Regions from separate parts of the Mus musculus genome. Here all the other regions are linked to region 7. A link is a contact called in public Hi-C, HiChIP or PLAC-seq and promoter capture Hi-C data. All regions are on one chromosome and are shown on one strand. The core of a region is the stretch at or near the end of the contact, and the rest is flanking DNA. Distances in the headings are between cores, read along the strand shown. Region 1 overlaps Mgst3 (microsomal glutathione S-transferase 3). Region 2 overlaps Uck2 (uridine-cytidine kinase 2). Region 3 holds the start of Uck2 (uridine-cytidine kinase 2). Region 4 holds the start of Tmco1 (transmembrane and coiled-coil domains 1). Region 5 holds the start of Adcy10 (adenylate cyclase 10). Region 6 holds the start of Aldh9a1 (aldehyde dehydrogenase 9, subfamily A1). Region 7 holds the start of Tada1 (transcriptional adaptor 1).

The links. Promoter capture Hi-C pulls out the DNA fragments that hold promoters and counts their contacts. A called contact is a pair of places that touch in the nucleus more often than the background predicts. HiChIP or PLAC-seq counts read pairs in DNA pulled down with a chosen protein or histone mark. Capture Hi-C pulls out chosen DNA fragments and counts their contacts.
Region 1: a contact with region 7 is called in a promoter capture Hi-C map of liver, with 2.6 times the contacts expected there. The contact joins the enhancer-like site here to the promoter of Tada1 in region 7. A contact is called at or near these places in 12 of 39 promoter capture datasets (the 3T3-L1 cell line, 3T3-L1-derived adipocytes, the C10 cell line and 8 more), 7 of 115 datasets of contacts at active chromatin or transcription factors (the 230-238 cell line, bone marrow-derived macrophages, large pre-B cells and 2 more) and 1 of 9 other capture datasets (liver).
Region 2: a promoter capture Hi-C map of hippocampal neurons shows a contact between it and region 7, with 4 times the contacts expected there. The contact joins the enhancer-like site here to the promoter of Tada1 in region 7. A contact is called at or near these places in 7 of 39 promoter capture datasets (the 3T3-L1 cell line, the C10 cell line, the HPC-7 cell line and 4 more), 3 of 115 datasets of contacts at active chromatin or transcription factors (SST interneurons, bone marrow-derived macrophages and large pre-B cells) and 1 of 9 other capture datasets (embryonic stem cells).
Region 3: an H3K4me3 HiChIP or PLAC-seq map of embryonic limb bud shows a contact between it and region 7, with 3 times the contacts expected there. The contact joins the promoter of Uck2 here to the promoter of Tada1 in region 7. A contact is called at or near these places in 5 of 39 promoter capture datasets (the C10 cell line, cranial neural crest, frontonasal cranial neural crest and 2 more), 2 of 484 Hi-C or Micro-C datasets (B cells and CD4 T cells), 10 of 115 datasets of contacts at active chromatin or transcription factors (astrocytes, bone marrow-derived macrophages, craniofacial prominence and 7 more) and 1 of 9 other capture datasets (liver).
Region 4: a contact with region 7 is called in a Hi-C map of natural killer cells, with 7 times the contacts expected there. The contact joins the promoter of Tmco1 here to the promoter of Tada1 in region 7. A contact is called at or near these places in 9 of 39 promoter capture datasets (3T3-L1-derived adipocytes, the C10 cell line, the HPC-7 cell line and 5 more), 5 of 484 Hi-C or Micro-C datasets (B cells, CD8 T cells, cortical neurons and 2 more), 14 of 115 datasets of contacts at active chromatin or transcription factors (the SCID.adh cell line, astrocytes, bone marrow-derived macrophages and 10 more) and 2 of 9 other capture datasets (adipose tissue and liver).
Region 5: a promoter capture Hi-C map of liver shows a contact between it and region 7, with 2.2 times the contacts expected there. The contact joins the promoter of Adcy10 here to the promoter of Tada1 in region 7. A contact is called at or near these places in 4 of 39 promoter capture datasets (the HPC-7 cell line, liver and pre-B cells).
Region 6: a contact with region 7 is called in a promoter capture Hi-C map of adipose tissue. The contact joins the promoter of Aldh9a1 here to the promoter of Tada1 in region 7. A contact is called at or near these places in 24 of 39 promoter capture datasets (the 3T3-L1 cell line, 3T3-L1-derived adipocytes, the C10 cell line and 16 more), 1 of 15 datasets of contacts at CTCF or cohesin (pro-B cells), 5 of 484 Hi-C or Micro-C datasets (B cells, the Ba/F3 cell line, bone marrow-derived macrophages and 2 more), 11 of 115 datasets of contacts at active chromatin or transcription factors (the 230-238 cell line, astrocytes, bone marrow-derived macrophages and 7 more) and 2 of 9 other capture datasets (adipose tissue and liver).

The regions. Positions count from the first base shown.
Region 1 is chr1:167,373,352-167,376,051 of GRCm38.p6, forward strand. Mgst3 (microsomal glutathione S-transferase 3) reads right to left here. Exons shown (of 6, transcript NM_025569.2): 4 at 2,101-2,158; 5 at 442-514. Among named protein-coding and RNA genes, the nearest start is that of Mgst3, 19 kb to the right of the region's middle. Within about 2 kb of position 1,295, at least 63 of the 459 cell types and tissues checked have an H3K27ac peak or open chromatin away from gene starts, as enhancers often do. A contact at or near this core is called in liver, where this site is marked.
Region 2 is chr1:167,245,799-167,248,498 of GRCm38.p6, forward strand. All of the region lies in intron 1 of Uck2 (uridine-cytidine kinase 2), which reads right to left. It also overlaps the pseudogene Gm51816. Among named protein-coding and RNA genes, the nearest start is that of Gm46170, 20 kb to the right of the region's middle. Within about 2 kb of position 1,378, at least 90 of the 459 cell types and tissues checked have an H3K27ac peak or open chromatin away from gene starts, as enhancers often do. A contact at or near this core is called in the HPC-7 cell line, SST interneurons, bone marrow-derived macrophages and 1 more, where this site is marked.
Region 3 is chr1:167,283,716-167,286,415 of GRCm38.p6, forward strand. It overlaps Uck2 (uridine-cytidine kinase 2), which reads right to left and starts at 1,412. Exons shown (of 7, transcript NM_030724.3): 1 at 1,061-1,412. The coding sequence starts at 1,159.
Region 4 is chr1:167,307,311-167,310,010 of GRCm38.p6, forward strand. Tmco1 (transmembrane and coiled-coil domains 1) reads left to right here and starts at 1,360. Exons shown (of 7, transcript NM_001039483.1): 1 at 1,360-1,623; 2 at 1,996-2,073. The coding sequence starts at 1,554.
Region 5 is chr1:165,483,776-165,486,475 of GRCm38.p6, forward strand. Adcy10 (adenylate cyclase 10) reads left to right here and starts at 1,408. Exons shown (of 34, transcript NM_173029.3): 1 at 1,408-1,560.
Region 6 is chr1:167,348,699-167,351,398 of GRCm38.p6, forward strand. It overlaps Aldh9a1 (aldehyde dehydrogenase 9, subfamily A1), which reads left to right and starts at 1,293. Exons shown (of 11, transcript NM_019993.4): 1 at 1,293-1,718. The coding sequence starts at 1,538. It overlaps Gm24182 (a small nuclear RNA gene), which reads left to right and starts at 327; the gene lies at 327-433.
Region 7 is chr1:166,377,886-166,380,585 of GRCm38.p6, forward strand. It overlaps Tada1 (transcriptional adaptor 1), which reads left to right and starts at 1,282. Exons shown (of 8, transcript NM_030245.3): 1 at 1,282-1,591. The coding sequence starts at 1,518.

The DNA.
Region 1 (2,700 bases), core at 45-2,544, 1.0 Mb after region 7:
GCCCCATTTCTTCCTCCACCTTTAAATCCCAAACCAAGAGTTAAAATACAGTAACAATATTTAAAATTTGGCTGGGCGGTGATTTGTGAGTTCGAGGCAGGCACATCTCTGTGAGTTCAAGGCCAGCCTGGTCTATAAGGTGAGTTCCAGGGCAGCCAGAGCTACACAGTCTTAAAAAAAAAAAAAAAAAAAAAAAACCTAAAATAAAGTAAAAATAAAAAATAAATAAAATTTGTTTTGGGGGCAGAAGAGATGGCTCAGTGGTTAGGAACACCTGCTGCTCTTGCAGCGGGCCAGAATTCAGTCATCAGCACCCATGTTAGGTGGCTTGCACCTGAAACTGCAGCTCCAGGGGTGGGCTGGTGCACACAGGTACATAATACATATTAAAGAAGATAAATCTAAAATGCATTTCCTTGGCGGATGTCAGCATCTACTTACCTCCTGTGTAGTAGCCATATGCGTAAAGGACTCGCCCAATAATCCAGGCCAGGCCCAGGCCAGAAGCTATGCGCTAGGATGAAAGGACAGCACGATGTTTGCATTAAAGAAGCAGACCTCCATTAATTAATGCCTACAGCTGACAACACCTGTGTTGGCCAATGGTAATTTCATGCATTTGCTAATGTATTTCTCACAGAGTTAGGAAATCATGGGGTTATTCGTCTCAGTCAGGAAAATTGAAGACCCGTGGTTGTCTACAATGGCATGCTCAATGGCAAGGTGAATCCTAGCTTTCCTGATGGGAGGACTGTGGACCAGAAGGAACTTCCTTCTCAGGGCAACTGGGGGAACTGGTTCTGGAGCGCAGGTAAGAGCAGGCAGGCCTCAGGGTTCCAGGGTGAGTCAGAAGAGGAAACTCTGATATCTGAAATGGGACCCTGGGTCTCACACACTGACTGAACAGCTGCTGGGTTACACTGTCTGCAGGGACAATGCCTGGATGAAGCCAGTGCTGCAGCCTGCACCCAGTAGGGCTGGAGCTCCATGAGACAAGGTGAGAAAAAAATGTATAGCAAACCCATGAATATGTGTACCTAGAGGGCAAAGGGCTCCCCATTCCCAACACTCCTGACAGGAGAGGGTAAAGGCTTATGAAGGTTGAGACACCCTTCTCTTCCATTCATCCCGAGTAACCCCACTTCCCAGACAGAATAAGAAGGAGCTAAGGTTGGCGCAGGGTGAGCCGCTAGTGTTATGGGCGGTGCTGGTTGCTATGGGCGGTGCTGGTTGCTATGGGAGGATTTGCATGAACTGACTCCGGATGAGAAGTCTCCGGCGGGAGGATGAAGTTCAACTATCGATAGAGCCCCAGTTACTCTCTATTTTAGCTTAGTCTCTGCCAGGCCGTTCTTCTCTACAGTGCTGCGTAATTGCTAGCAATTTTGGGTCAATGTTTTTGGGCTGTTTTCAGTTGTACAGGTGCCCGCCTGTCCTGTCCACTGCTATAACCTCAGGTGTGACTAATGACTGCGTGCCTTCTGGATGCCGGGTGCTACAGACAGACAGACACCTGCAGTTCCTTCTTCCTCATCGCTTGTGAGTTTGCTTAACTGTCACCTCAGTAAGAGCCCCGACCCTGGCCACACTCCTCATCATCTCTGAGCCCCACACTCCTGTCCTGCCTCCTAACAGTTTGCTACTGGGCACTCAGCACTTTCTAACATACTTCACTTATGACCCCAATTAAAGGAAAGGCTGATTAATCCAGGCGTCTGCCTGTCTTGTTCACTGCTGTAACCTTGGGTGTGGGTAGATGTTTGTTTTTTGCATAGGTGAATGAGGAAAGCAAATCCACTCCCTGTGGACACAAACCTTTCAGAAATAGATGGACCTGGGGTCAAAGTTCACGCTTCTGGGGCTCAGCTGACCCCATGAAAGTTAAATAGTGGCTAAGAGGCTTCTCCTCTCTCTAAGAAAACTAGGTGAGATCTGCCTACTTTAAAGCAAACCTCATAATAACTCAGTAAATAAAATCCTTTTAAATAAGTGCTGCTTGACCCCAGGCTCCTCATTCCAGGTTCCTCTCCTTCTCCCTGTGCCCTGGGTAGCTCGGGGGAACCACATCTAAATGGATGAACAGCCCCAGAAGAAACTTACCGGGTGGTAAACACCTCCCACCGTTAGGAAAAACAGGAAGGGAGGGTACACCTCCAACCTGGAATGGACAGAAGGTAGCTTTTAAAACAGTATTTTCAAGTCTGGCAGTGGTGGCTCACACCTTTAATCCCGATACTGGGGAGGCAGAGGCAGAGGCAGAGGCAGGAGGATCTCTGTGAATTTGAGGACAGCCTGGTCTACAGAGTGAGCTCCAGGACAGGCAAGGCTATGTAGAGAAATCCTGTCTTGAAAAACAAAAACACCCCCCCACCCCCGCCCAAAAAAAAAAAAACCCCACCACCACCAACAAAATTTCCTCATGGATGTCTGTCCAGAACTTTAAGGACTTATAAGGAACTCCACTTTCATGTTGGAAGGTTAGAAGCTCAAGTACAAACTCTGGCTGAAGGGAGATGTGCTCACCAGGACCCACCTGCTTTTGCTCTAGCTGAGAGTAAAAGAACTTCTCGTCCTACAGACTCATGTGGAAGTCTCAGATTGGGAAAGTCTCCTAAGGGACGCTCAGTCTGAAATGTCCCATAGGCTCACGTGTTCCGACACTTGTCTCTACTTAGTAGCACTGTTTTTGTAGGTTGTGGG
Region 2 (2,700 bases), core at 128-2,627, 870 kb after region 7:
TCTACTCCTTCAGGAAAGCAACCTGATGTGTTCTGTCAGTCCACAGGACAGTGAGAAGCTTAAAACTCTCCTGTATCATTTAGGGAAAAAACAAAACAAAACAAAACAAAAAAAAAAAAAAAAAACCTGGAAGACACTGCACCACACAGCTCAGTGACAACCTAAATAGCCGCTATCTTCTTCCTTGTAAGAAAATTATCCTTTACCAAAGGTACTGAGAAAGCTCAGCTATTCCTTCCAAACAGAGCCGAAACTTTGCTGACATTATTCCACAAACAAAAACTCCGAAAAGCTATATTATACAATACTGGGGAAACATGGGAGGCAAAACATTGTGACCTGGGGTTTGGAGTGGTGTGGGATATGATACCTGAAGCAGAGAAAGCCAAAGGAAAATCAGGGAAGCTGGACTTCGTAGGAAGAGTACTGACCATGGAGTAGAAAGGAATCCGTGGGGTGGGAGAAAGTATTTGCATTCATATATTGGTTGGGGAATGGTATCCTAAATACATAAAGAAGTTCTACTACAGTAACCAAAAACCTGACTATAAAATGGACAAAGTCAAGACCCAAAGTCGAGACGCAAACAAAAGGTGCTCAACACGGATGCCCAATGGAAATGCAAATCAAAACCACAAGGAAATAGCCTTCCACACACGTCAGAAAGACATGGGGAAAGGGGAAGTTTTGCGTAAGTGACGGGTATAAAATGATTGTGGGCACTGTGGACAGTGGGATGGTAACGCCTACAAATATTAACCATTAAATTACCACATGGTGTATTAATTCCACATTAGGATATGTGCCCCCAGAGAACTGAAGGCAGGGGTTGAAATACATGTGCACGGGCTCATGTTCACAGCAGCACTGTTCACGCAACAACCATTCCTCCATTGACAGGTAAGCCAAATGTGGACTGTACTTACAATGCAGCGCAACCTTCCAGGATAACGTGTGCTAAGCAAAATAAGGCCATCAAAAAGACAGCTGCTACCTAGTCTGCACACTTCTAGTCCCCACGTTTCTACCCTTTTTGTTACTGTTGTTGTTTTTCTGGAACAGGGTTTCTCTGTGTAGCCCTGGCTGTCCTGGAACTCACTCTAAATCGGGCTGGTCTCGAACTCAGAAATCTGCCTGCCTCCTCTGCCTCCGCCTCCGCCTCTACCTCCCGAGTACTGGGATTATAGGTATGTGACATCTCAGCCAGGCCAGCATTTCTGTCCTTTTCACCGGCATCACCTGAGGCTCCTGAAACCTTCCCACGGTGAAGGAGGACCAGGAGCTGGGGAGAAATATACCAGGATTAACGATCTCGGTGGCTGAAGGCAAGAGGAAGCCAGCCCTGGAAACGGGCCAGGCAGTTGGAACAGACGTTGTGCAACATCGCTAGAAACATCTGCAACATTTCTAGCGGAGGCCCATATTCTAGGAAATTTGCTGTGGTATCTGATCATGAAGAAACCAGAAGTGGAATTTTGTGGTTACACTACAACCCATCCTTCAGAGATCAGATTTAATTTGCTCATCCAAACACAGGCTATTCTTCCAACTGGTGATTTGTTTCAAAGAAAAGACCTGGCTGGGGTCATGAATGTCTGCCAGCCAGGTGCCAGATGAATTTGAAGCTGGCATAAAGGACTACAGAGATCGGAAGGCAAGCAGAAATGAACCCCCTTTCTAGTCTCTTATGTAGGGTACAAGCAAGACCACTCTCATGATGGTGTAGAGCCTGGAATTTGAGTTTGTGATTATAGCATACTTTGTCCTATAGGATGGTCTGTAGCTGTGGACCCACCCTGAAAAACAGCACCTGAACCTACAGCTGGCTGAGGGAGATATCACCCTGTAATCTTTCCCTCATTTTAGAACTGATAATCTCATTAATGAAATGTTTTATTTAAAAAAAAAGAGCCAACCAGCGTATGACCAGTTCCCACGGTGAAGGAGCCTGGCACGAGCTGAGAGCCCAGCACAGGCTCCCGCGTGCCAATGAGTCTCCCTTTCCGAGAAGATATAGAGACTGCTGCTCCCTGGGAGTACGTCTGCTCAGCTCCCCACTTCATTCCAGTTCAAAGAGGAGGACAGAGTCATGTGCTAGACTAAGGCAAAATAATAAAAGAACTACTCTATCCTTTTGCATATGGGGCTTAGGGGCGTGGGAACAGACTGCAGAGCAATGAAAGCAGGTGTGTGCCCATCCTCCTGGGAAGGAGAAGATGATGCGGCAGAGGGCGACCATCTCCCCAGTCTCTTGCTGTTGTGCTCGCCATATCTGCTGCAGAGTCGGGAGCTTTACAGCACAGCCACCCCAGCAACACTGCACCTGGAAACTTATCCCCAAACGCTAGCAGCGGCTGGCACCGCACCACAGAGCCTGCCTAGCAGCTAGGCTAGCGGATAAATGGTTAGACAGATAAATGGTCTTTTTGACCAAGAAATTCCATTTCCATGTGGTTGTTCTGAGGAACAAACAAAACTAATTTTGCAGGGCTGAAGAAATGGCCCAGTGTTTAAAATCACTTGCTGCTCTTGCAGAGGACTGGGTTTGAATCCCTTTGCCCAGCACCCACACGGCATCTCACAACCATCTTTTCCTCTTCAGGCCTTCACAGGTATGAGGTACATACACGGTACACATACATACATACACACATGCATACATACATACATATTTAAATAGACAGGTTTACATATGCACAT
Region 3 (2,700 bases), core at 162-2,661, 910 kb after region 7:
ATCAAAATGGAGGAGGGGCCAAGGAGAAATGGGCTGGAAGCTAAAACCTCGTGGCGCGTGGCGCGCGTCTCATGGCGCCATCCAGCCTTCCTGCTCCACGCTGCCCAGCCTTGGGGACTCACCATCCGGCCTCACCAGCGGCCGCACGCGGCGCCCAGCTCCCTCGGGCGCCCCTCATGGAGCCCGAGCGCCCACTGAACTTGGCGGCTGTTAAACGGCAGGCGAACAAGCAGCCACATCCTAAAAGGGAGCGAGGGGGAGTAAAGAAAGAACCATCTGGGAGGGCTCCACCCTTCTCCACCTGCAGTAAAGACCCGAGGTTAAGTCAAGTCGCCCCTCGCTGCCGTGCAGGAGAAAATACAAAGGAAAGAGGTTCCTCGCAAAGTCAGACTCGGTAACCCCTTCCCTGCGATCCAAGGAGCGAGCGACCCGGACACCGAAGAGCATGGAGCCTGTACAACTTTCTCACTGAGACTGATGCGGTTTTCTCTTCTAAGCATAAAAGACAGCAGCCCCTGCTGTCATCCCATCCGTGACTGTGCCCATCGAGCTTCGGCTCTCCCGGAAAGCCCTGCAACCCCCAGGTGGGCTCCCGGCAGCGGGCGCGCCACCTCGCGCATCCCGGCCAGCCTCGCAGCCCACAGGCTTGGGCCGGGGCCAGGGCCAAGCCGGGCGGAGGAGCGTACCGGGGCTCCGAGGGAAGCCCCGAAAGCCGGGTCCTTACACCCGACTTGCAAAACAATAAGCATCCGCTTTCCGCCCCTCCCCCACAAGACCCTGACCACGAGTCACAGCCGCCGCCGGGAACCAGCGAGGGAGCGCACCATCCCTGCGGGGGACTTGTAGGAGGAACCCGCATCCTGGACCCTCGGTCGCCCGGGTCCCCCCGCTGGTCCCCAACGCCGCGCACCGAGCCTGCGCGGGGTCTGGCGGCGCCGGAGCGCGGCGGCCCGGAACGAGGATCCCGCGGGCCACGCGGTGGCAGGCTGCAACTGACACGGCCCGCGGGCGCCGGCCACATGCGCCGCCCGCCGTGCGAGCAGGGCGCGCGGACTCTTACCTTCCCGCTGGCCGTGCCCCCGCTCACGCCGATCAGGAAGGGCTCGCCGCCGTTGGGCTGCTGGTGGTTCTGCAGGGTCTGCTCGCTGTCCCCGGCCATGACTCGCGCCGCCCCTCCTCTCGCAGCCTGTGCGAACCGACGCACGCTCCCCGCCCGCGACCGGGCTCGCTCGGCTCCTCGCAGGAGCAGCTGGTCGCTGCTGAGGTCGAGGCTGGGCCGGCCGCGGCTGGAGCCCGGGCGCGGGGGAGGCCGAGGTGGCTTTCCCGGAGGTGCCGAGAGCTCTCCTGTGCCCGTGGCGGCCCGTGGGGTTTACATCCCAGGCAGAGGTCAGCGTGATGAGGCTGCTCCAATCCGGGCGGGCTGCGCGCTGCTATTCGCCAGGAGTCTGGCCCCAGCCTCCGCCCCGCCCGGGCCCCGCCGCCGCCCGAGGTCTCTGGGAAAGGTGTGAGCGCCACTCCCCTCCCCACCCGCCGGATTAACCCTTTCTGGGACGGAGCGGGGGGTGGGGTGGAGGGGTGAAGAAACCGGCTAGGTCAGCGTCTTAATGCGCCACTCTGCGTCCTATTTCAAAAGAGATCAAAAGCTAGAAGAGACTGCCAGAGCAGAGCAGAGACTGGAGGTTTGAGACGCAAAACTGGAAAAGGCTGGGAATATGAAGATGGAGAATTAATGCCTAGACCCTTCATCCTCACTGAAACTTGTGTTTTCAGAGACTCCCTTCCCACCCTCCGTGTGCCAAAATAGTGTGTCACCCGCTCGGCTTAAGAGAGTTCCTGTCTTGGAAACCCCCAAGTGCCATTTTCCTTAGCAGGTCTGTCCTCATGTGACTCCCTAAAAGAAGGGTGACTCGGGGACGGTTACTCCTCCCTGAAAAACCAGTGCCCTTCCACACCATCCTAGCTCCGCAGTACTGACATTCCCGTGGAGCTAGGGTTAATGAAAATAGAAACATAACAATGCCATTTCCATTCATTGATGACTTTAACTGACCTAGTTTATTAGAGGCAGGCAATTTGTCACTTAGTTAGGAAAACAGTACCAAATGGAGACTAAAAAGGAGTCTTCACCGCGGGAGCCAGATGTCTTCATTCACATCAAGTTCCATAAGCAAGGCCAATGTGCCTCAGTGCTCTATTAAATGAAAATAAAAATGATACACGCTAGGATTTTTGATGGGCTAAAATGAATTATCATAGGTAAAGTTTTTAGAACAATGCCTGAATATCACTGTAGAGTATTGGGGCTTGAAAAGACTCCTAAAGGAACCAGAAAGGGCAGTTTTGCTGGGCACACCTGAAAGGTAGTACTAGAATCTCCGCTTCTCTGAACTCTGAACCTCTTTTTTTTTGGGGGGGGGTTCGAGACAGAGTTTCTTTATATAGCCCTGGCTGTCCTAGAACCAGAAACCTGTAGACCAGGCTAGCCTTGAACTCAGAAATCCACCTGCCTCTGCACACCTTTAATCCCAGCACTTGGGAGGCAGAGGCAGGCAGATTTCTGAGTTCGAGGCCAGCCTGGTCTACAAAGTGAGTTCCAGGACAGCCAGGGCTATACAGAGAAACCCTGTCTCGAAAAATCAAAAACAATAACAACAACAACAACAACAATAACAACAACAACAACAAAAACACTGGCTGCTT
Region 4 (2,700 bases), core at 110-2,609, 930 kb after region 7:
GGGATTAAAGGCGTGCACCACCACCGCCTGGCTTCTGAAGCTTTTCTGAATCCTCCGTGAAGAATCGGTCTTGCGCTCTCAACACTTTAGCTATAATTCTATCTTACTATGGCGTACAATTTCCCTGGGGAATTTTGGAACCAAGGAATCTTATCTTGCTCCATCTTACAGGGCCCAGTACTGTTCCTGACATATATTTAATGTCTATTAAAGACGTATATTTATAGTTATATCTTTATTTAATAGACATATATTTAATATCTATTAAAGGAGTCCTGGATAAATATAAGGCAAGAGAAACTAAAAAGGTAATGCTACAGAAGATTTATAAATTGTGTGCAGTGAAATTTGGAAGAACAATGACAGAAAATGGAAGTCAAACTGGGCATGGTGGCACAGTTATGGAAAGCTAGGACAGGGGGGTCTCTTGAGTGCTCCAGGTCAACCAGGGCTCCATAGTGCAACCCTGTCTCAAAAAAACACAAGGACGCACAAAGGAAGACTTCTGAGTTTTCTTGAGGAAAAAGAGCAGATCTGAGAATTGGGAGGAATCGAGTGCTCTTATATCAAGGCCTTCCCGTCATTTTCTCGCCCCGCTTGCACACGGTAATTTACAGTCCATCACGGAGGACATCTGAGTGTATGAGGCTCTCTCAAGACATCCTACTTTTACACACCACACCTTTTTCTATCCCCGTGTCCGTCCCCCCCCAACCCCCCGGCTGTTTTTTTTTTTCTTTCTTTCTTTTTTTTTTCGAGACAGGGTTTCTCTGTATAGCCCTGGCTGTCCTGGAACTCACTCTGTAGACCAGGCTGGCCTCGAACTCAGAAATCGGCCTGCCTCTGCCTCCCAAGTGCTGGGATTAAAGGCGTGCGCCACCACCGCCCAGCCCCCAAAACACTTCTAACTCAAATTCAACGTTTTCACTTCTTCCCCTTCGACTGCGCCACCGTTCCTTCCAATAAAAGCCCGGCCGCAGCAAGCGAGTTGTGCAGCCCTTCTCCTCCAACGGCGTCCCCGGCATCATAAAGGCTGGTTTAACCAGCGCCCGAGGACTCCTCGACTCGGCTCGCCCAGCCCAGGACCGGGGCGAGCCCCCAGACCCTGACGCTCCGCACGCGGTGGCCTAACTTTTCGGCCACGGAGGCGGGGATGCGGGTGAAGTCCAGCCACCGTGTGACAGGGTTCTAGTGTGAGGTAGGCGATCGGGCTCGGAGAGCAGGTAACGCACTGCCGAGGTCGCAACGCCGCCGCCACCACACCGCCATCCTCCGACCGACCTGGCTTTCCAACTCTCGCGAGACCGGGCCTGGCGCGCGCCTTCGGCCCCCGAGACTTGCGCGTTGCCGCTCTCTCCCGACTATGGCGGCCAGACGGCGGGAGTGAAGCCTGTAGTTCCGGGTCGGCGCCCCGGAAGCGGAAGTGTAGACTCGGGGCTGTCAAAGTTGTAGCGCTCCTCGAGGGTCGGTCCCGCCACGTCTCTTCCCGGTCTCTCTGGCTCTGGAGTGCTTTCCCCCCGCGGAGGGTGGGAGCGCGGGGACAGACGGGCGAGATGAGCACCATGTTTGCAGACACGCTGCTCATCGTCTTTATCTCCGTGTGCACCGCGCTGCTCGCCGAGGGTGAGGGCGGCTGTTTCCTTGGACGTTTGATTAATCCCAGGGTGGAAGGGCACTGGGGTCCCTCGCACCCCATGAGCAAAGATCGGGAGCCTCACTCCCTGCGGCCTGCGTGGTCCGTTGCAAGAAATCCCGGGCTCATCCCCCTATAGAAGCAGGAGAGTAGTGTGGAGTCATACGTCCTGATTTTCTTTACGTATTTGTGGATACACTGAAAAAAACAAAACAAAACATGGGTTGATCTGACTTTGAAAAAAGTTACTGATAAGTATAGAGCAAAATGTCGAAATCCTTTTGTCTCCAATACTAACAATTAAAGATGGTTTGTTGTGATTTCCATTTATTTCTCATTAGCATGTTGCTTTTACTGTTTAGGCATAACCTGGGTCCTGGTTTACAGGACAGACAAATACAAGAGATTGAAGGCAGAAGTGGAAAAACAAAGTAAAAAATGTGAGTATGGTAAGACGGTGGACGGTTCAACACGGGAAGTTCAATGGGTGCATGTTCACAGTAACTAAGAGAGGAGTATACCAAGAATACTACAAGCCAGTGTTCCTTGTTAGGGCAACTGAAATCTCAACACTCAGGAGATGGACATGATTGTGAGTTCGCAGCTAGTGTGGGCTACATAGGGAGATTCATGTTACAAACAAAACCATACTCTAACTTGGTAAAGATAGAAATCAAAGACCTTTGTGCAGCATCTTTAATAAAGCTAAAAGGAATCTGGGTGTGGTAGAGCTCCAGATAGGGCAGGCCTGGTCTACATAGTGCATTCCAGGCTGGATCTACTTCCTGTCGAGACCTTGCCTAAAACGGGGGGGGGGGGGGGGGGGGCGGGGAGCTAAAGGGGAAAGGGGTCATGGCAGACACACACACACACACACACAGAGTCTTCATTCTAAAGAAGAGGTCCTGTTCTGTTGTGAGAGACTATGGAAGATCTCATGGTACAGATGGACCCAGTGCCTTGTGGATTAGTTAGAATGTAGATAGAAGATAAAAGAGGGAGAGGAAATTCTAGGGAAAGGAAAAATCACGTAAACATGGAGATTTGAATGTGTGAGCTGTGTTTGG
Region 5 (2,700 bases), core at 158-2,657, 890 kb before region 7:
TTACATTTTGGAATACAGTAAATTTAATTACTAGAATTGGCTATAAGAATATTCACATATATTTTCAGTTTTTTGTTTAAGTTTTAAATATATGCCCTGTCTTAGGGTTTCTGTTGCTGCCATGAAACACCAAAAGCAGAGTTGGGGAAGAAAGGGTTTGACCTCGCACTTCGATATTCCACATCATAGTCTATCATTGAAGTTGGGACTCAAACAGGGCAGGAGCCTGGAGGCAGGAGCTGATGCAGGGCCATGGGGCTGCATTCTCTCCTGCTCAACCTTCTTTCCTATAGCACTCAGGACCACCTGTCGAAGGGTGGGCCCACCACAGCAGCTGAGTCCACCCACATCAATCTCTAAGAAAAGGCCTCACAAGCTCACCTACACCCCAGCCAAATAGAGGCCTTCTCTCAGCTGAGGCTCCCACCTCTGATGACTCTACCTTGTGTCAAGTTGGCATAAAACTAGCCAGGACAGCTCCTTTAAAACATACTTTGACAGTGTCCCACTGGATTGTGAAAACTTAAATTCTTACTCATAAGGCCTCAGATTTTAACTGACCTTTGCGTAAATTTATAAGTAGACACATTAAAACCAGACGTATATTCAAAAACAGATGTATAATTTGTCAAAATTTTACCTCACAAGTAGTAAATTCATTAAAACTGGTAAAATTCATGGCCCTGATAGTGTGGTCACTACAATAGTGCTCCTTTGTTTATCCACCAGCCCTGGCAGCACCTGGAAGATAGTACCAAACGCTGAGGTGCTGCTGGTTGTCTGTAGACATCTATGCCAGTTTTTTAATGAAGTATAGTAAGAAATTAATAACAACAGTAATAAGATAAGACAATTGTAGCAAAATGCTGACAAGTCTGCCATACAAGTCATTTATACAGAGTGACTACACTGGACAGGAGGATGATTCGTGTCCCAGAGAGGACAGTGAGAGACTTCATTATGCTGCTGAACACTGTAATTCCAAAAAGAAAGAGTATTGCTGTAATTTTCCATTCATGTTTTCAGACCAAAGTTGATCAGTGGTAACTTAGCTTGCGTAACAAAACCAAAGACATGGCGAAACTACTGTATTGACTAAACTTGGGTGCTTGCTTAAGAGACTTTTCTTTTGATAATAGTCACCTATCAACTGTGACCTAATTTCAGTCACCCTCCACATGGTCAAGGAAAGAGATGTGTAAACGATGGGGTTATTTCACTCTCTCCAACTGTCTCACATGTCCAGACATGAGAACCTGAGATTGAGCCAAGCCAGTCTTCCAAGAGCAGTAGACCACTCAGTGTTGGGGGAGGGGTACGGTGATGCCAGCCAATCAGAAGCACAGCCAGTGCGCGTGAAACAATGAACTTCTGATGAGGGTGTGGCCTGGAAAACGGCTTTTTGACAAAACTGTCATTTGATGGGTCAGGTATGGACAGACATGGCACTTCTGCTGTCTTCAGAATAATAACACCAGACCCCTTTCCTGTTCTCTGCATTCCTGAAAGATCTAGTCCCTAATCTAGGCTCGAGCTTCTCCACAGTCTTGGAGAACAGAGGTACGTGGGAAGTAGGAGTTTCAGTAGAAGAAATAGCAGAGCTAGAAGGAAAACGACCATCTAGTGTCACAGCTAATAGACTTGAGAGGAGAGTGGTTGGCAAGTTCAGGGTTTATTTCTGCCAGCCTTTTAGGTTAGATTAGAAGCTTAAATGTGACCCTGTCCTGTTTGTCTTGGATATCATATATTTCTAGCTTGTCCTGTTTGCTTTCATCAGTCAAATAGTAAGTGCCTATCATATGAAGGTGCTAGAAAGGTGCTGTGGAAGAAAGAAAGACTAATAATGTGATCTCTAAAGAGGGGGTTTACAGTTCAGAGGGAGACAGTGTAAACAGGCCAAGAAGAGACTGACAGAAAATAAGTCACAAAAGTGTATAGACACTAAAAACCATGAAGAATGCAGAAGAGGAGTTGACAGAGTGATCAAGCAAGCTTTGGTGATACCGTTCCTTTTCAACCCCCCAGCCCCAACCCCCATTGTCCTCTTCTTAAAGAAGACTACATTATTGATGAAAAACTGAGCATAAGTCAAAAACTAGTAGGAAACTCTACAAGAGATGATGATGGACATGGTTGTGATCGGTCCTAACATATCCATAATCTTCGCATCCTGTTACTGCTCAGTTTTCCCATGACATCAGAAGGTGTGCTTGGATTCAGCCAGGAAGGATGCTTGCTGTACCTTCACATCCTCACTTGTTCTTTTGTTTGGGGTGGGGGTGGGGAATCCTCATTCCTAGTTATATTCCCACAGGCTCACACATTCTGCTTGACTGTGAGAGAATTGGCAAGGTGCCATCCACATGCCCTCCAGATGAGAGGATTAAACACACCTTTTCTGTAGATTTGGACATCCCCAATGTGTCAGTCTTACATGAAATGCTTCATCTAAGGTGCCTGAGGGAGCCGGGCATGGTGGCATCCCACCATCTGAGAGGAAGGGTCAGGTAGACCTCTGTGAGTTCAAAGTCTACACAGTGAGTCCCAAAACAACCTGTGAAGTGCTTAAATTGTAACTAAGCCGTGGGTGTATCTGTGGAGAGTATCTCTGCCACTACCATTTATTATGTTGCAGAACTTACAGAAAATTCTTCTAAAATGGAATTTGTCTATTTTACTCTTAAGAAGACTCATAAGAAA
Region 6 (2,700 bases), core at 43-2,542, 970 kb after region 7:
TGGAACATACATCAGACGATCTAAATGTAACAAATCAACATGGGATGGCTGGGCAGAATACTTTAAACACAACTGGCCACAAAACGACCAGCTGTTATCTCTGTACCTGTCAATGATCTTGACCCAGGCCAGATGTTTCCAGATGTTTCTGACCAACCCCAACAAAAGCAGTCCTTTGAGTTCGGGCCTAGGTGTTCTTAATTGGGTACTGCTGTTTCCATTTGAGGACCCAAACCTACACATCTCAGAGGCACTGAAAAGATTAATTCGTACAGAGAGCTGAGAAAATTGACCAAAATTTTTACTAAATTAGAAGAACACATTCCATGCTCGCTTCGGCAGCACATATACTAAAATTGGAACGATACAGAGAAGATTAGCATGGCCCCTGCGCAAGGATGACACGCAAATTCGTGAAGCGTTCCATATTTTTGAGCTAAGACGAAAGGATGGACTATCTAGAGACTACCCCACCCGGGGATCCATCCCACACTCAGCCACCAAACCCAGACACTATTGTATATGCCAGAAAGATTTTGCTGAAGGGACCCTGTTATAGTTGTCTTGTATGAGGCTATGCCAGTGCCTGGCAAATACAGAAGTGGATGCTCACAGTCTTTTAAAAGATGGAACACAGAGCCCCCAATGGAGAAGCTAGAGAAAGCACCCAAGGAGCTGAAGGAGTCTGCAACCCTATAGGTGGAACAACAATACGAACTAACCAGTGCCCCTAGAGCTCGTATCTCTAGCTGCATATGTATCAGAAGATGGCCTAGTCGGCCATCATTGGGAAGAGAGGTCCCTTGGTATATTGCAAACTTTATATGCCCCAGTACAGGGGAATGTCAGGGCCAAGAAGAGGGAGTGGGTGGGTAGGGGAGCAGAGCAGGGGAAGGGTATAGGGAACTTTCGGGATAGCATTTGAAATGTATATAAAGAAAATATCTAATAAAAAAAAAGAAAAAAAGAAGAACACATTCCCTAATACTGTGCTTCTACAAAGCACAAAAAGAAATCAAAGAAATACAGTAAGGAGAATGTTGCAAAAGCTTGCAGGCCCAGTAGAAGGGGTCTCATTATCCTTCCAGGAACTCCTTCGGGATCTGGACCGGAGGACTTGGGTGGTGTGGTGTTCCACGTAATTATCTAGGCCAAAGGTCTTCCAGTTCCAGCCCCAGAAGCTCTCACCAGGCCCTTAATTATGCTGACTAGGCCCAAGCTACTCACTCTAGGCTCTCATTGGCCGTCCTCTCACGCCACACCCCCTCGTGGCACGAGGCCACGCCCCTCCCACTGTCCCTTCCTCCCAGTGGGCTCTACTGGGCTCTCCTTGAGGGCCCCGGGTCTTCACACTCACGGTCCACACCTCCCCGAGGTCCTGTTCCCTAGTGGTCCACCCCTGCCCAGCCAGGGTCGCCTCTTTCCATGGGCCACGCCCCAGAGATTCCGCCCCTCGCCACTCCCTCCTCGTTACCGCGCTATCTCCCCCTCCAGTAGTAATCTGCTGGGGCTTCCGGACGCTTTGCACGCGTAGCAGATGATCCTCGGTGCAGTCGGTTCTGTGCTGACCTCGCTCCTCCGCATTCACCGGGCTGCAGCAGTCGCCGCCATGAGTACTGGCACCTTCGTCGTGTCGCAGCCGCTCAACTACCGCGGCGGGGCCCGTGTGGAGCCGGTGGATGCTTCCGGCACGGAGAAAGCGTTCGAGCCAGCCACCGGTAACCTGGCGCGGGGCGGCACGCGGATGGGGTGGGTCTTCCCCGGCCCTGTGCACTGAGTCTGCTGCCCCGAGTCCTTCCGAGCTCTCCGCCAAGGGTTGCTGAACTTGCGTGGTCGCAGCACGGAGCACAGAATGTTGGGGAGGCTCCTGGAAAAGAGGGGGCGCTATGGGTGCGGTGGGGTGCGCTGGGGGGCCGGGAGTAACTACATGGCTGGAGCAGGAGAGTCTGGCGTAGAACCTGTGGGTCTTTTGAGTTTTGAGAGCTGGGCCTGCAGGAGAGTCTGCTACTGGGATGTTGACTCACAGGTGATTTCTGTTATGCATGATCCACATGACCTTCCCCCTTCTAGTGCTGGGATATTTCTGAACTTCGATGAGAGTTGGGAAAGGAGAGAAAAAAAAAAACAGCAGCCGACAACATCTGTTTAGCTTTAGTGCCTGCTAGCTCTCCAGGTTAACAAGAGAGAGAGAGAAAAAAAAACATTGAACATGTGTAATCACGTGTAGTGCTTACCACTGTTAATTAATGAACTTATCCGTTATCTCCACGTAGTTTCCACCTATGAGTAGTGAGAACTTTCATGCTCTGCACACTTGGCAGATTTTAAGTGAATATGTATTTTACGGTATTATTAGCTGTAATCACGATGTTCATTAGATTTCTACAGTTCATCCTTGCAAGCACTTAATGCTTTGGAGCAAACCCTTAGCACAAACTAAGGAGGAAGCGAGTTCTTTGTTTCTTGGACTTTGGGTTGACTTTTGTGTTTGTTTTGATTATTCTTATTGAATATTCAGAGCAGGGAAAAAAAATGTGTTCTGTAAGCCAGAAGGGCTTGTTTAGTGAGAGAAGTAAAAGTACACTGACCTCCACGAGGCAGGGATTTGCCAGAACCTGAACTGATGGGAGAGGCCATGATAGCTGGGAAGAGTTTCTCAGCCTGCCTCCCTTTAGAGGCACAGAAGCAGCATTGCCCGCA
Region 7 (2,700 bases), core at 32-2,531:
AAAATATTTCTTTTAATACAGGAGAAAACCCCAGTTTAATAGACAGGAAAGAAGTCATTGTATGCATCTTATCTGTGCAGTATTTAACAGGGCCCGCTGCTCACAACCACCTGTAAATTCACTCACAACGACATCTACCTAAAAACAAAATCTTTAAAAAATTATGCTGTCATTAAAAGTATGAACATTAGCCGGGCAGTGGTGGCACATGCCTTTAATCCCAGCACTTGGGAGGCAGAGACAGGTGGATTTCTGAGTTCAAGGCCAGCCTGTTCTACAAAGTGAGTTCCAGGACAGCCAGGGCTATACAGAGAAACCCTGTCTCAAAAAACAAACAAACAAACATGAACATTAAGGCAAAATAATAGCCTGGTGTCAGATAGCCAGGGCTACAAAGAGAGACCCTATTTCAAGAACAAACAAGCTGGGCATGGTGACCCATGCCTTTAGTCCCAGCCAGCACTAGAGGCAGTTGGATCTATGTGAGTTAAGAGGCCACTCTGTCAAAACGAGAGAGAGAGAGAGAGAGAGAGAGAGAGAGAGAGAGAGAGAGAGAGAGAGAGAGACTTTAAAAGTAGGCTTTAAAAAGTTTTAAGCTGAACACAGCTATGGCTTCCTAGTGTAGTATATATGTGCATATTCGAGTGTGAATTTGGAATTTGAGAGAGGACAAGCTAGCTTGTGGGTCCTTCCACTTGACCTTGACTTGAAACGAGGTTCTTTGCGTCTTTTCCTCTGTGGGTCAGGCTAACTAGCTGCTGAGACTCCTCCTGTTACCTCCCCTAGGACCTTTGGTAGTCCTGCTTGGGAATTATTTTTATTTGATCTGTCAATAGTGAATGTTCAGAACTTGAGTAACATAAATCCTGCCTTCAGGCAGCTCTCGTTTTAGTTGCAGGAGGCAGAAAACGAGATCGACCAACTAAATGTCACAATAGGTGGTGAGCACTTGGCAAAAAAATGAGGACAAGAGGATAAATTAGATATTGCATGCACTCGGGGACCTGAGCTCTTCCTTCTGGGAAGAGCTGACCTGCAGTCAGGGCGGGGCCTGGCCGGAGGGCGGGCGGGGCGGTCAAGTTCGCGCCCCGGGGGCCGCCGCGGGCGGGCAGGCGGGCGTAGGTTGGGCACGCGCCCACCAGGGGAAGCGGGTCACGTGAGCCAAGAGGCGGGAGTTGGCGAAGGGAGTTTGGCTGGGTGCTTTCCCAACTGCGAGACGGCGGGGCCAAGAACCAAACCCACGCAACGTCTCCCTAGCGGATGGGGGCGGGGCCGCCGAGCAGAGCCGAGCCGAGCCGAGCCGAGCGGAGCCGAGCCGAGCCGAGCGGAGCCGAGCCGAGCCGAGCCGAGCCGAACCGAGCCGAGCCGAGCCGAACCGAGCCGAGCCGAGCCGAGTGGAATCGAGTCGAGTCGAGCCTCCAGCGTCCGGCGCGCAGGCCTTCCGCCGCGTTGATCTTTCGGTTGCTGGTGGCCGTGGGCCGCGCGGTCTACGGTCGGGCTGAAAGACGCGCGCTGCAATGGCGACCTTTGTGAGCGAGCTGGAGGCAGCCAAGAAGAACTTGAGCGAGGCGCTGGGGGACAACGTGAAACAGTAAGAGCCGCGGGGACCAGCCTCCGGGCCTGTCCGTGGGTGTGCCCCAAGCTCGGGGCTGCCGTAGTCCCTGGACTCTCTTCACCTCCCGGAGGCCGTAGGCGTCTCGCGGCCGCCACGGCTCCCGTGCGGGCTCCGCCGGGACTCGAGGCGCTGGAGGACTTTCTCCTGGGCGTCCCGACACCGGTGATACCCGCGTGGGGGCGGGAGCAGCGCCCTAGGCGCCCCGGAGTCGGTAGAGCGGGGGGCGCGCCGGGGCGGGGTGGGGGGGCCCGGAGGGCTTCCCGGAGGCGGAGGCCCGCGTTGCTCAGGGGCCAGCTAGAAGAGCTGTGAAAGCGGGTTCGGAAGGCACAGAGACCCCAAGTGAAGTCGGTCGGTCACCCACCTTACAACCACAGCATCCAAGGGGGCGGCTGCCTAGCCGGCCGTAGGACGCCTTTCCCAGTGTTCCACACGGGCCAGCCAATCCTCAGACCTGAGATCGGCACAGTTCGTACTCGAGAGACAGAGATTACTTATTCCCCCAAAGTCACTGCCCAAGGATGGGACTGAGGCTTCTGGTTCCCGCCGTGTGATGCTTTTCAGGGGTTACTTGGAAAGTCCTCCCGTTCCCCACACCGCCGGGCTGTCAGCAGGGACTGGGGCAGAGTGACAGCTCTATAAGCAGTAGCCTGCGGCAGCCGGAGGAGGAGCCTCGATCTTTTGGGGGAACTTCAATTCTGGCAAACCCGTATTTCCTGGCACTGAAGTTGAAATGATTGACAAGAGCAGCCCGTGAAGCAGAGGTGGTGTTAATAGAAAGGCCGTCAGAAAAGCTTAGGTGCAAGCTCCTCGTCGGAACCCCTCTTTAAAAGGCTTTAAATAAATAAATAAATAAATAAATAATAAGTATTATTATTTGTAGATTTTTAAGCACCGGAATTAAAAAGAGATGCCCAGGGAAATAAGACATACCCAGATGTGGACTTCTCAATGGAGAGTCACAAGTTGTGCGTTTTGGCAGCTGTCTTGTTACACCCAAGAATTTTGTACAAGTTTCTTTTTCTTTTTTCTCTTTTTGCTGATGAGGTGGACAAGCTTATAAAGTCTGGTAGAGTAAAACCAGGCGA